Linked DNA regions of Zea mays: all the other regions are linked to region 1. Evidence: chromatin contacts called from public Hi-C data. All regions are on one chromosome and are shown on one strand. Each heading gives the region's core, a stretch centred on a gene start, on an enhancer-like site or on the middle of the called end of the contact. The rest is flanking DNA. Distances are from core to core; before and after follow the strand shown.

Region 1 (2,947 bases), core at 141-2,640:
AATTGGGTGGGGCTTCAATTGGAAAATTGCTTTGTTTCTTTTGGCAGCTGTTCCAGAACTTGGCACAGTACACGAGGAAGCCTTGGATGATGCTGACATTGACCTGCTTCCCATAACTTGGACATCATCTTCTTGTCCTGCTTCATCTTCCATTACATCGTCATCTAGGTACAACGGCCTAGCCCGCTTCCCATTATTCAAAGCTTCATTCATCTATTTAGCAATCTCTCTAGTAGTGTTAGGACACTTGACAATGTCTCCATAGCCACCAGCTAGATGTTGTTTCACCCTCTTGATACCTCCTTTTATTTGTTTGGGGCACAAAGCACATTGAATCAGCTCTCGCTTTCCCGCCTCAACATAGTACGCATATTTCCATCTTGGATCATTTGACTTTGGCCTTCGTGACTGATCTTTGAGTGGGTCATAGGAGTCATTAGCCTCGCTATTTGTTGCCATTGAAATTGAAATTCACTGCACACTTTAGCCTGCAACACACAGTAGAATGGTATTGATATATTGTACATTTAGCCTACAACACACCTTGGCTGGAGCACTGGCTGGTGGCTGCTTCACTGCGCACTGGCTGGAGCACTGCAACGGCTAAAGCCTGGTTGTTATTCCTCCTTCTCAACACACATTGCCCTTTGCCAACATCATCCTATTCCTTCCAGCTTCCTGGCCGAGCAGTGCCTTACTGCCTTCATTCCGGCAGGGCAGCTATGCCACCATGTCTCTAGCTAGACAGCTACACTACACATCTCTCTAGCTAGCTCTCTCTCTCTCTCTCTCTCTGCTCCGGCAGGGCATCACCTCACCTGAGCCATTGCAGTGCTCCAGTCCGGGATTTGGAGCAAATGAGCAATGGCGCCATGTCGCTGCCGGGTTGGCGCCGCGCCTGTACGTGGAGGGAAGAGGGAAGAGGGAGGCCGACCGACGGCGTACCTGGAGAGCGTCCGACGGCGTCTGGCGCGATGGAGTCTGGGCGCGATTTCGTTTCTAGCGGCTAGCGGCTCTTGCGCGATGGCGGCTGGGAACTGGCGTCTGGGCGATTTCGTTTCTGCGGCTCCTGGGCGCGATGGATGAGCCGGCTGGGTAAAGGCCCATTATGGCCCACTAACTCACATGCCCGTAGAACGTCCATACAACTGAGAAAACGTCCAGAACGTGCGTTCCGACGTGTAAACGACGTTTAAACGTCCAGAACAGACGTTCTACGTGGTTTTCGTAAAACGTGCGGACGCTTTAGCTACTAATCACGTTTTAGCGCTTTTGTAAAACGTGCTGACGCTTTAGCTACTAATCACGTTTTAGCGCTTAAGCGTCGTTTAAACGACGTTTTAATAACCATGCACGGCCTAAATATAATCGTGTGCCGTCGAGCATTGCATTGTACTGGTTAAAAAAACGACTTAACGTAGGCGCGGAGATCGGAGCGTGGTGCGGCGTGCCACGGGCGTGCGGAGCTCTCCTCCGTGGATCTCCGCGCAGTCGTGGCGGCAGCGGCGTGCGTCCCTGCTGTGAGCTTCCTCGCACCGTGTCTGTGCCTCTTGTTGGTTGCTTCGTACCCCTACATTTTCTTCTCTTAGCGCGCCTCTTCCCATGTCGCGGTAGGGCAGAGCCAAACCCTAACCCTAGCTTCCTCCAGTGCGCCTTCCTCGTGAGGCCGTATACATGGACGCGAAGGACATACTAGGGCTTCCGAAGACCCCCTTCTCGTCCTCCCAGGAGAAGAAATCGCGGCCGCCCAAGGAGCCGCAGCGCAAGCCTGATGGCGTCTCGCGCGAGGTATTTGTTCGCCCTGGCTCCTAGTCGCTGCTGCATGCCTGCAACGCAATGCTGATAAAATCTTGGAGATGTAGGTCTATGCCCTCACCGGAGGGGTGGGAATGCCCCCGCTCATGCCGACCATTGAGGCATCGCACCTGAAGAGGCGGCCTGCTGCGGAGAAAGAGAAGGTGAGGGAGTACAATTCTTCTCGCACCTATTGGAATTGGATAGCTTCTGAGCTACGCTGAGCTTTAAGCTACTCATAAACCACGCATTTGGAAAAATTTGGTGAAGTACATTGCTTATGTAATTTGAACCTGGAAATTAACTAAAACTCTGACCAATTAAAATAGCTTCACGTTACCAGATTAAGTTTTCTTATATTGGTTGGACCCACATGAACTTGTTGACCTGTAACATTTTTTATGTATATATATTATATAAAACCCCTTATGCTCCGTTTGGATGTTGATATTGGAGGGTATATAATTGAATTGGGTTCAATACCAAATCAGCCATGGTATTGAAATGAGATGTAATTCCAATTCTGTTGTTTGGATGTCACTATATTGGAGTCTAGAATTGTGTGGTCTAATTCCACACAATACAGAGGGGTGACGCTCTGTATTGGGAAAGGGAGTTTTCAGTTATAGTCTAATTCCAGGAATTGACTTTCTAATTTCCAAATCTCAATTCAATGTGCAATCAAACAATAGAATTTAGGAAAGCTGATTCCAATTCTCAATTCCGTGCACTAATATGTACATCCAAACAGGGTATTAGACTACAGATAAATATCCTAGTTTGTAACCAGCATAAGTGCAGTTAGAGTGATAATTCTGTTCAGTTTGTTTTCAATTATAAGCCAATTCTACTTAGTGGTTTACTGGGGTTTATGGCCCCCATAGAGATGAGGATAAACCAGCCTTTCTTTAAGAACTATCATATGTCAGAAATTTATGTACTGTCCCTTGGATGGTCGCAGGAGATTTCAACATGATTGTTTGTGCGGCAGAAAAAAATAATGCAAATCTGAATAGGGCTCTCATGGGTAGATTAGAAGATGGATTAATGACCATTCCCTTAAAGAGCTGCTCCTAGTTGGAAGAAAATTTACATGGTCTAATCAAAGAGATGACCCTACCTTAGTTAAGCTTGACAGGGTTCTACGCACTGC
Region 2 (2,947 bases), core at 136-2,635, 500 kb before region 1:
CCGAATTACATTATAAATTTAATAATTTAATGTAGATGTACATAAAATTTGGTTAATAAAATAGTGTGTGCGGCAATGCTGCGCAAAAAATTTAGTTGATCCCCTTTTAATTTTGCAGTGTACTGTATTTAGTTGATGATTTTTTTAATGATCGTCATTGTAGTCCATTTAACACGCACTTTTTGTGACAATGACCTTTTCGTCATAATGGCGTCACCAAAATATAACCTGTGACAAACAAACACTAGTTAGAGACATAATCATAATGTCACAGAAGGCCTAAAAGGTTGTAGTGTATGCATTAACCAAAGCGAATATGTGCTAACTAAATACTGAAATACTAAACACTAAATAGTTAACAAAGTAAATACTAACTAAATAATAAACACTGATTAACCACTAACTAATTACTACAGAAATACTAACTCATTACCTTGCAGTGGCGGCGTGTAAGACGGACGGGCGGTGAAGTGGTTGGGGCGCGGGGGGCGCCGCTTGACTCGGCATCGGGGGCCGCGTTGGGCTCGACGTCGGCGGCCGCATTGGGCTCGATGTCGGCGTCCGAGCTGGCGGCGCTAGGCGGTCGTGCTAGAGGTGGGCGTGGGCGGCGGGACGAAGAAATGACGCGGGAGTGAGAGAAATGAGAGGAAGGAGACGGTCAGGCGCTTAAGTCCTAGCTCGGCGCCAAGATCTATGGCACCAAGCTAGGCGCCACGTCGGATGTCGTGTCATCCTACCTCGGCGTCAAGACCTATAGTGCTGAGGTGTCTTAACTCGGTGCCACAACCAATGACGTCGAGCATCGGATCCAAAAGTCGAAATAAGTCATCCAGGGGTCTAGATGTTATTTTTTTTTTGAAAAAACGATTAAAAAATAAAAAAATTCGGTGTGTTTTCTTGCAAAACAGACAGGCCACGTCACCAATAAGATCTCAACTGTTGGATCAAGCCATAAAGAAATATGAAGTATCTGATTTACATATGATATATTATATTTAGGTCCTGTGTGAATTTCGTTTTGTTTTGCGGTCCTTCCACGTCTTTTGACAAAGCTGCGCCGGACGCGATGGACTCGCCCTGCACCTGACCACGCTCGCAGATAACTGTGTCGACCTCGCATCGGCTGCGTCGAGCTCAGCACTGGGCCACTCGCATGGCTCGGCCACCACGCTGCTCCTCTGACCACGCATGTCATGTGCCTGCTCCTTCGCTGACCTTCGCATGTGCCTGCAGGCGAGTGTGCAGAGTTGTTGGGAGCGTCCGAGCGTGCATGCTCTATCTGACTATCACTGAAGAATATGTGTGGCCCCATAACATTAGTGAGACAAAAGATGAAAAAAAGTAAGAAGGAAGGTCCTGACATGTAGGCCCATAATGTCAGTGAGACAAAAGAGGAGGAAAAGTTTCTACCAACGGGGTTCCACAATGCTCCAAAGTTTTCTAGCTGACCTCTTCTATACGGAAGAGTAAAAAGCCACACTGCTACAAAAGGATTTGAGTCCCCACAAGGTACCAAAGGAACAAAAACAAGAAAAAAAATGCTCAAGAATTCTGAACACTACGTCAAAAAATTTATATGGTTTTGGAACCTTCGCAATTGTTCTTTTTTTTTCTTTTAATAGCCGCTTGTATGGATGGATTCTAAATATCCGAATTACATTATAAATTTAATAATTTAATGTAGATGTACATAAAATTTGGTTAATAAAATAGTGTGTGCGGCAATGCCGCGCAAAAAATTTAGTTGATCCCCTTCTAATTTTGCAGTCTACTGTATTGAGTTCGGCTAGTAGTTGAGCACACCAATGGATGGCGGGCATCGGACGTGAGGACATCAACGATCTGTTGCAGCACACGAGCACTTTTTCTAGTAAACACTTACACACACGCTCACAGCCTAACAGTAACACAATGTCCAAGGCTTTCCACAATGCGGTGATGCCATACAAAGAAAAATAGGCCCTACGTAAAAAACAGGAGCCACTAGCTGTTCTATGCCTCAACGGGAAGAGCATCACTGCTGTCCCCACATACCCTGTTATTTCTCTTTTCTTCCCTGTTTCTCTCCTCTATCCTTTCTGCTCCCCATGTTCTGGCTTTTGGCATCGATAGCTGCAACGTGGAGAGTGGGGCTCTAATCTTCTCTCTCTCTGTTTTTAGCATCACTTGTGCAACACATTGCGGTGGGCCTAATTGTGGCTACATAATAAACTCCTTGGTCATCTTTGTTCTCTCTCCCAGTAATCTTCCTCTCCACTTTCTTATTCAGTCCTGGTACCAGTGATGCCTATCGAATGGATTTAGATCGTGTAGTTTCTTGAACTTTGGTTTTTGTGTAAGATCTATCTTTTTCGCATAACAGGACCTTGTTTCTTATAGTTTTCATTTCTTCTTTTAATATTGCCGCCATGTCAACAAAAATATCCTATGTACCACCATAATAAACATATATTTATTAAATGACATGAAAACTATCCTCGTCATAACTAATGGTTAGAGTTATTAAGTTGCATGCACCAGCCAGTTGACTATTCTCTCTTGAGTTTCAGACCCATAAGATTCGAATCCGAGATCTTTGGCTCTGATATCATATTAAATTATATGCATCAACCAGTTTAACCTAAAAAAATAAATCGATAGAAAGAGGGTGGACAATTTACCTATATTATATTTCAACAAGAGTGTCCTTAACCTTAAGTATATTATTCTAATAGTAGTGGGAGTAGTTCCGAATACTTTCTTACTAATATCTCTTAGGAAATGTTGTATCTAATATTAATGGTATACAATTAAGGGACTACGTATGCTCTCTATTATAGAGGCGAAAAATTCTTTGTCAGCGTCCGGCACAATGTTGCTTTATCTCAAATTTGTTTTCACTTGCGTGAACAATATGGACCTAAACGGTTTAAGATAGAGAAGGATACACAAGAATAGACACTCGTGA
Region 3 (2,947 bases), core at 200-2,699, 420 kb before region 1:
TTATACATACCCTCATTATTATGGGACGTGTAGTTCACTTTATTAGGCTTGGGATGAAGAGAGTATATGCCATACGATATTCCTGGCAGTTGTGGGTGGGCCCGCCGACCAAGTAGCTCGTCGGGGATCGATGTGAAGGCTATTCCGTTGGTCGTCTCCAGCGGTCCAGCCCAATCCTAAAAATGAATCGGCCGCGTTCCCGTACGTACCGAGATTACGAGCTCCGATCACGCGGTCGCGAAGCCAATAACCCCGTTCACACGGCACTCCTATTCCTTCTCATAGCACGAATTTACCGCCCGGTTTGTAGAATTTTGTGTGAATGGGGTTGCGTTTTAGTGTATTCGTGCAAGAGTCTCGTGCTGAAGCAGCGAGTTTGATTTTTTTACCTTTTCCTCTTCGGATAAAATGGCGGCATATTTACAGAGCAGAACTTCCTCCCTCGCTCAAACGAAAAACATTAATTAATCTACAGCCAAACACAAATATACAAAAAAAAGAAAAAATACTAAAATTCTAATATTAACAAAATCCTCCGTCTGCGAAAGGATGAACCTCCCGAAGTCAACCGCCCGGCTACCGAACGCTAACGCCTAACGGCGAACGAAACAAAGAGAATCAACCGATCGAGCTCTCCCGCCGCGGACGAAACGGCGCGCGGAGGCTGGCCGCGGCCGGGCGGCGGTGAGGGTCGTCAGTAGGAGCAGGTGACCCGGTGCGCGGAGCGGTCCCGGAGCATGCCGCGGTAGAGCGCCTCACGGTTGGCAGGCATCATACGCTCCTCCGACCCCGCCGCGTCCCTGCAGGTGGCCGCCGACGACGACGACGCAGCGGCGGTGGCGGGCGCGGAGGACCTGGTCGGGCGCGGGGCGCCCTCATTGTCGACGACGTCGGGCGCGAACCGCACGCGCTTCTCGCCCCTGCGTCTCCTCGCCTTCGCCTTCGCCTTCGCCCCGCGCGGCCGCCTCTCTGCGCAGCAGCGAGCAAAAAGACCAGAGCCCGTTAGAAACGGAGAATCCCGTCAGCCGAAAGCGAAACAAACGCGGCAACAGGAGAGAGAGGAAGAAGAGCGACGGGTCTCGTATACGTACCTGACGACAAGAGACAGGGGCGCAGGGCGTGCTCCGGCGCGCCCTCCTCCGGCTCCGGCTCCGGCTCCGGCTCGGGGACATGGGAGAGGTGCGCGCGGCAGAGCGAGAAGATGACGAGAGAGCCGGAGAACGCGACGGCCGTGGCCGCGGCGAGCGCGAGGGAGCCTCCCATCGACGACGACGACGACGACGACGACGAGGACATGGATGATGTTGCCACGGTCAAGCCTTCGCGGTAGGTGGTGGGCGGGGCGGGTGGCTCGCCTTCCGCTTTCCTTCTCTTTGACGACTGACTCGCTTGTTCTCTCGGGACGGCACGGCGCGGTGCGGAACTGTGGTGGATGCGAGTGCGGGGGGGCCTCTGCCGCCCGCGGAGGGGGGTAAATAAAGGCACGCGCTGCGCCGCTGCCGTCCGCGGGCGAGAGGGGCAGAGGGCCACCTGCCTGCGGTCCCGACTCTGCTCGGGGTCCAAACTCCAAGGTAATTACGCCTAATCCAGCCTGCTTTTTCGAGCTGACGCCGACGGTTCATCCCGTCATTCTCGGGTCTGGGGCTGGCCTGGCTCTGGCTGGCGCGCTTGCCTTGATGGTTTTCACAGGCCCGGTCGGCTGCGCGGGTTGTTCTCAAAATTAGGCACGAGATAGTGGTGATAGTTTGTTTCAACCTCTTTTTTGCCTATTTATTAATGTTCCCTTGGCCTGTAAATTCAATTATTTTTCCCATGTTTCAGGACTTTTGCACGCTCATGATTTGAGGCGTGACCGCTTTAATTTGTCGACAAAAATGTGCCAACATGCACCTGTTTCTTTTTCTGTTTTGTCAATGAAAATATGTCGTTATATTCACATGGACCATATGTATTTCTAGGCATGAAAAAAAATGGAATGATCCAACCGTATAGGCCGGTCTATGAATTTTCCGTTGATGCTTTAACAAGACGAATACTTTGGACACTGATTGTAGGAACCAAAATAGAGCAACATAATTAGAGAAAAGACCTTCGTACTCATAGTCTATTCCGGAAGAAGAAGGTTAACATAATAAAAGATATTAGGATAATAGAATAGGATAAATAAGAACTTTTGGAAGAGATCGTTACTATTATAATACTTTTATTATTTCTTCTAAGTTACAAACGACTAGAGGTGTACCTTCGAGGGTTAAGGTAAGGATACGATGGTACAATTTTAGAGGTAGAGTGATTCACTCCTCCTACCTAAAAAGGTGCCCCTCTATATGATATTGTACCTTTATTTATAGTGACGAAGCACGGTACAACTCTATATAAGATTACAAATATGTCATTTGGTCCTATATATTGAGCATATATAATCCTCTAGGGGCATCACCGTCTTTCCATTTGTAGACATGTTAAATAAGCCTTTGGATTTCTCTCCTTCGTCTTCGTTGACTTATTGTCGCCTGTCCAGGTCATAGAGCCGAAGCTTCCTGATTCTGCTTTCGTGAGTACACCGTTTAATCGAAGGCTTTTGGACGAAGGTCGATTTCATCACTGCTTCAAAGATCCTAAAACAAACTTGAAAACAATCTATATATTAATGTTTTGAGACGCTTCGGCAGGATAAGACCTCCAACAGTAGCCCCTCGAGGTATTAGTTTGTTCTTCGTAACGAGCTCAGCCCACAGAATAAACGGAGGCCTCGTGCCAAAGGCCCACAAAACACCTTCCCCGAACTCGTTATGGAAAACGAATTCTTAAAAATACAATTTTGCAAGCGTCTGACATCAAGGGACCACTTTGCAATGGGTGACTGCCCGTGAATCCTCGGATTCTGTGCCTCTGTATAAAACAAGCTGAAACCCTAGAAGCTAAGCACGACATTCATTGCTTTTGC

Evidence for each region. A called contact is a pair of places that touch in the nucleus more often than the background predicts.
Region 2: a Hi-C map of endosperm shows a contact between it and region 1, with 3 times the contacts expected there. The contact joins the enhancer-like site here to the promoter of LOC100284452 in region 1. A contact is called at or near these places in 11 of 25 Hi-C or Micro-C datasets (bundle sheath, ear, endosperm and 4 more).
Region 3: a contact with region 1 is called in a Hi-C map of ear, with 1.6 times the contacts expected there. The contact joins the promoter of LOC100275516 here to the promoter of LOC100284452 in region 1. A contact is called at or near these places in 3 of 25 Hi-C or Micro-C datasets (ear and leaf).

What each region holds. Positions count from the first base shown.
Region 1 is chr5:117,187,920-117,190,866 of Zm-B73-REFERENCE-NAM-5.0, reverse strand. It overlaps LOC100284452 (DNA methyltransferase 1-associated protein 1), which reads left to right and starts at 1,390. Exons shown (of 18, transcript NM_001157347.2): 1 at 1,390-1,539; 2 at 1,649-1,788; 3 at 1,863-1,958. The coding sequence starts at 1,675.
Region 2 is chr5:117,688,124-117,691,070 of Zm-B73-REFERENCE-NAM-5.0, reverse strand. It overlaps the pseudogene LOC109939757. Among protein-coding and RNA genes, the nearest start is that of LOC103626816, 9.1 kb to the right of the region's middle. Within about 2 kb of position 1,385, at least 7 of the 20 cell types and tissues checked have an H3K27ac peak or open chromatin away from gene starts, as enhancers often do. A contact at or near this core is called in bundle sheath and endosperm, where this site is marked.
Region 3 is chr5:117,605,730-117,608,676 of Zm-B73-REFERENCE-NAM-5.0, reverse strand. It overlaps LOC100275516, which reads right to left and starts at 1,449. Exons shown (of 2, transcript NM_001371601.1): 1 at 1,092-1,449; 2 at 389-969. The coding sequence starts at 1,296. The coding sequence ends at 695.